Linked DNA regions of Sus scrofa: region 1 is linked to region 2. A link is a contact called in public HiChIP or PLAC-seq data. All regions are on one chromosome and are shown on one strand. The core of a region is the stretch at or near the end of the contact, and the rest is flanking DNA. Distances in the headings are between cores, read along the strand shown.

Region 1 (2,700 bases), core at 113-2,612, 77 kb after region 2:
ACACGTAGGGCCTCATTCTGTACAAGTAACCCCTGCCCAAATTTTAGGATAACTTCATCCTCCAGGTCATTGAGTTCCTAGTGGGTAAATCTTAGGCGAAAAGGGGGTTCCTTGGTGAAATCCCTGTAGGAAATGCTGAATTAAACAAAATGAAAGGTTTTTAGATTTCTGAGACATCAACCTACACATCTGGGTTATGAATCTCCAAGAAAGGGAAAATGAGTATTTGTAGTTCCCAAACTCATTTGCCCACAGTTTTTTGTAAAGTATCACTTGGCATGAGTAGAATACAGATTGGAAAACTCTGACCAAAGTGTTGGTATATACAGGGAGGTGTTCTTGAGAAAACTCACCTGGTAGTGGCATGTTAGGTGGATTCAGCAAGGGGGTGCTGAAGGGACCACTTTGGGCCTCCAGCAAGCTTTTGATTCCATGTGACAAGCCTGTGTCTTGGTCATAGTAGAGAAAAAGGAAGGTACACGTGTCAGAGCTTCCTGGGGAATAGTGACACGTAGTGGGCAAAGCCTCTGAGCCTCCCACCTGAAAGCAATGCAGGCTTGGTCTGGGTGTCTTTCTCCAGGCAAGGAAGGTATTACTGTGTTGACTGGGTGGTGAAGAAGGCAAGTATTACTCCTGATTGTCCCAGAAGCCTGGGAGAAGAAGAACAGAGCCAACCAAAATAAGTCATGCAACCAAGACCTGGTTTTCAGGGTGAAAACAGACTTACATTGTTGACTTACAGGGCTTGAAGTGACAAAGCAAGATGTTACTGTTAGGCCTGGTGTTTGGAAATGCATGACCAGAGTGACACGCGTGACATCAGTGTTGACAAGGAAATGCGGCCTTCAGCTGTGGTGAGAGGTCACTATTGAAGAAAGAAATAAGGAGAAAAAGATAAATGAAAGGAAAAAAACACTCAGTATTTCTAAGTTGTCTTCAGTGGGCTGTCTGCTTCTTCTGTTTCCCTGGATTCGAGTCATTCCACATTATCTCTTCTTTAACATAAACGAGTTAGCAGAAAGACTCAATTTGAATAATGAATTACCGTTTATAGTATTGTTAGCTGGGAGGGTGGAAGGAAGCTGAAACAATAATTAATTATTTAGAGGGAATAATGTAAGAGGAATGCCCACCTGTGGCAGTGGGAGAAGAAAGGGCAGCCATGGACCCACAAAGGAGGACTGTTGGAGATGTGAGAGAGCTGGTATCCTGGCAGCCCCATGTGGGGGGAAAGTGGTCTGGAGGGTGCTTCAGGAGCTGGGGTCAGGTGATGGGAACGGGCAGGGCCAGACTGCTGGGTGTGCCCTGGAGAGGCCCCAGGGACTTGGGGAGAGCTGCTGCTCCAAAGAGCTAGGACCTAAAGGCAGACCGGACACAAGCCAAGCAGGGTCCACAGGAAGTAGGGACGGCAGACTGAGTTGATGACTAGGAGACAGCTGCTGCTGAAGCAGAGGAGTCAAGTAGGCAGAAGTTAAAGGGGAGAGTGAATTTAGGAGAAGCGATTGCTCTGCTGTTACGACCATAGGGCCCCAGGCATGTTTGAGGTCCTGGAAGGTCAACCAGAGCCTGGCCTTGTTATTGTTTCTTGGAAACCCTGGCAACACAGTTCATTTAGAGTCACTAATGCTTTCTCACCCTATGAAAGATCCTGCACTGGCAAGGTTTTGAATATTAGGAAAAAAAAGAACCAGTGGATTGAAAGTTGAGCCTGTCTGAGAAAACCAAACCTCCTCCATGGGTGTTGCCTTCCTCACTTATCTGATTGCTGAGAAGCTCACTTACACTGACCCACCAGATTAACTGGCAGCATTTCCCCAGCACCATGGCCAAGCTAGCAAGGGTAGCAGGAGATGGTTTTACCAAGTGCAGCCGAAGAGCTTTCTCTTGATTTGGGTTTTTCTGTCAACACACTGCTAAAGAGAAACTTCTAGGCATGGAGTTTCTATCAAAGGTGGGACAGTATTATACATGGACCAACCTTCAGTTATGGGGGTCAGAAAACTTAGTCCACAGTAGTTCAAGTGAAGGAGAAAAACGTATTTGTTCATATGACTGAGAATCAAGAGCCTAGCTTCAGGCGTGGCTGAATCCAGGGACCCAGACAGGCTCAGGGCTCAGGTCCTCTTGTTTGGCTCTGCACCCGTAGTACCCTAGGGCTCTGAGGTACCACAGGATGGAAGCTAGCAGCTTTAGAGTTCGCTTTCTTTCAGGTTCAAGGTCAGAGGTAAAGAACAAAATTGTCTTCATTGCAATCCTAGGAAAGATCTCAGTGGGTGTCATTGGCTCCATTTGGTCACAGGCAGATCCTTGACTCATTGCTGATCCCTGACCCAGTCTTTGTCAGGGGAATACAGTATTCATATTGTCCAGAATGGAGCCCCACCCAGACCTCAGGGACAGATACATGGGAAAGGAGGGATCCAAGAGGAAAATTAGAAGCTATTCCCAGAAGAGGGGGCAGGGGATCAGAATTCACCCCGAAGTCCTTTACTTTTTCCCTCCCAAGAAAATCCTCATTTTCCCTGTGAAATTAGGAGCAACAGAAGATAAGAACTGGCTGCTTCTCATTCAGTTGCAACCCTCTAATGCCTAGAACGCAACAGAAATTCAGAAAACACTTTTCATCATGCTGATGGCAGGGTTCATGGATGGAGGCGACTTCTGTGTTTGACTAACTCATGTAAGGATGTTAGAAATGAT
Region 2 (2,700 bases), core at 114-2,613:
TCTCTCTCCTTACTTCCTGATTTCACCTTGTCCTTAGGGGGCAGGAAGAGGACAGGTAATGGGAGAAGGGTAAGGAGCTACTTGCTTAGTGTCTGTTCAGCTTATTCCTGAGTTGGTAGCTTGATGAACTGTTACCTTTGGACACACACAAATCAAGATAGGGAATGTTTCTGTCCCCCCCAACCCTGGAAGGTTCCTGCATCCACCCCTTCTTGGCTTTAAACAGACTCCGATTGATGCTTGAGACATTCATTTCTGTGACTCATGTTTGAGTGCCTGTTCTGTGTTGCTAGGGGATTTGGATACAATGGTGCCCCAAATAGGCAGAGTGTCTGCCCTTCTGGAGTTTATGGTTTTGTGGGGGAGATAGACAATAATACAAATTAATGTTAAATGACAGGCTGTCAATGAGAAATGTAGGAAGCTGAAGTACATGGGGTCATGAGGACATGCAATTTAAGAACTTTTACCTGGGCGAGAAAGGTCATGACAGGTGAGGACAACTGGCAGGTGACCATGGAGCCACTTTTCCTAAACTGTGAAGTTCTGGGCAAACCAAAGGTTTTTTTTCTTTTTCTTTTTTTCTTTTTTGATCTTTTTAGTGCTGCACCTGCGGCATGTGCAGGTTCCCAGGCTAGGGGTCGAATTGCAGCTATTGCCACCGGCCTATGCAACAGCCACAGTCACACTAGATCTGAGCTTGCGTGGTGTAGGTCTGTGACCTACACCATAGCTCACGGCAATGCCAGATCCTTAACCCACTGAGCGAGGCCAGGGATAAAACCTGTGTCATCATGGATTCTAGTTAGATTTGTTTCCACTGATCCACGACAGGAACTCCACAAAAGGGTAATTTTGATAAAGTCCTCTAACTTCAAGATGAGGCAGTGGGTAGAGCAGTGACCTACCTCATTTACATAGATGCCTCTTTGGAGAGGAATGGCGTGTTTAGAAAGTGTGGGCTGTGGCTCAGTGGATGGGCTGCATTTCTACATTTGGGAGATGTGATCCCCATTCAGTCACTGTCACTTCAGACTCTTCAGAGCCATCAGTGTCAGTTTGCAGCTTCAGCCTCTTGCCATTTCAACAAAAAAGCAAGGTTGTCATTTCTACTTGTTAGGGCGGTTGCAGCCTGCCTCTGTCTGCCTTTCTGTCCTTAGCTTCTGCCCCCGGGAGCTACTTCTGCAAGCAAAGGAAAGCCACCGCCAGTAAAATTTAGGGGGAAGAAAACAGAAGAGAAATGGGAGAATTATTAAATTTCACCTTCAGGGGGCGTTCTCATGACGTCCAACCCAGGGTGGAGGTGTCCTACTTTTTTACATTGCTGTGAACTGCTGGGTTGGGCACCTGCCAGCATTCAGGCAGCAGTTACATAAGAGCTGCTTTTTTTCCTGGAATTTAGGCTCACTGCTGATGTGTGACCTTCAGCAGTAATTGCCAATAAATGCAGCAGGGCTGTTTACTGTTAGACACTGGCAACCAGAGAGCAACCAAGCTCAACTCGGAGCACACAGAAGCTATTGCAGAATCTGGGGAAGTTTTTTTTTTTTTTTTCTTCCTTTTTCTTTCTTTTTCTTCTTCTTCTTTTTTTAATGTTGAGATGATTCCATCATGACTGAAGTTGTATAATTTAATCAAGTCAGAATGCATTTTTGAAAAATGAATTTCTCTTCTGACTGCTGATGAACTTTTCCTATAAAATATAGATGAAACTGCATCACTGGAACTAAAATATTTCTTCCTTTGTTTCTAAAAACAAATGCCATAGTAAAGGACATTGGGTTATTATCAAATGGAAAGATTTTAAATTTTTCTACTAAAATGCTAGGTAAGTTCCATTTTAGCTCAGTTTTCTTGCAAGCGTTCTGTTTTCTTAATGTGGCTTTTCAAAGGCTCAAGAAAGACAGGACCCAGCAAACATATTTGCAAGGCCATTCGCTATTTGCTTGTTTATTTTTTCCCTCCTCTGAGATTGAGTGGGTGAAAGGAACTGAAGGCTGATTCATGGGGGTTGGAGATTATAAATTCTCTTTGATGGGCTGATAATTAGATCTATAATACAGCTGCATTTATTGAACTGTATTCAGCCTCTGCTAGGGTTGGTTCATGGATGGAGACAGCTTATTTCAAAGGAAAATTTTAGAAGCCCAGGGATAATAGGGTTCATGTTAGTGGCAGCAGAAAACAGAAGGTATTTCTATGGCTGTGCTCTGTGCTGGCCTGTAATAGACACACATGAAACTGATGTATATATGTATGTGTGTACAGCATGTATGTGAGCATGTGCTGCTGTGCACATGCCATAAATAATAACCCTAGGAAGTCTCTGGGTTTCTTTTTATTTAAGAAGGACAATATATAATGTCCTTCATTTATGCAGAAGTACATCCCTGGATAAAATGTTAGGAACATTATGTATAAAAAGCGATCATTTCAGGGTCTTATCTGCCCAGATCTAGTTACTACTCCAGTGCTGTGGTTATGATGACCTAATTCATGGCCTCATCTGGGAAGGACACTCGGGATCCTTTTCGTTGAAATTCATTTTGAGTTTTTATTTCAAAGCCCATCATTTGAAATCTTTTCCCTATGAAGTCTGATTTTGCTGACCTTGACTAAAAGCCCTGGGAAGACTTAAGATCTAAGAAGAAACGTGGAGAGGCAGTAGGGAGCAATTGTTGGTTTCCAAGTTCAAAACCA

What was found. HiChIP or PLAC-seq counts read pairs in DNA pulled down with a chosen protein or histone mark.
Region 1: an H3K27ac HiChIP or PLAC-seq map of skeletal muscle shows a contact between it and region 2. The contact joins two enhancer-like sites. A contact is called at or near these places in 5 of 47 Hi-C or Micro-C datasets (alveolar macrophages, blood, embryonic fibroblasts and 1 more) and 2 of 2 datasets of contacts at active chromatin or transcription factors (alveolar macrophages and skeletal muscle).

What each region holds. Positions count from the first base shown.
Region 1 is chr13:61,357,764-61,360,463 of Sscrofa11.1, forward strand. The region is part of intron 51 of ITPR1 (inositol 1,4,5-trisphosphate receptor type 1); the gene reads left to right. Among named protein-coding and RNA genes, the nearest start is that of BHLHE40, 170 kb to the right of the region's middle. Within about 2 kb of position 1,363, at least 8 of the 83 cell types and tissues checked have an H3K27ac peak or open chromatin away from gene starts, as enhancers often do. A contact at or near this core is called in alveolar macrophages and skeletal muscle, where this site is marked.
Region 2 is chr13:61,280,483-61,283,182 of Sscrofa11.1, forward strand. All of the region lies in intron 39 of ITPR1 (inositol 1,4,5-trisphosphate receptor type 1), which reads left to right. Among named protein-coding and RNA genes, the nearest start is that of ITPR1, 210 kb to the left of the region's middle. Within about 2 kb of position 1,364, at least 43 of the 83 cell types and tissues checked have an H3K27ac peak or open chromatin away from gene starts, as enhancers often do. A contact at or near this core is called in alveolar macrophages and skeletal muscle, where this site is marked.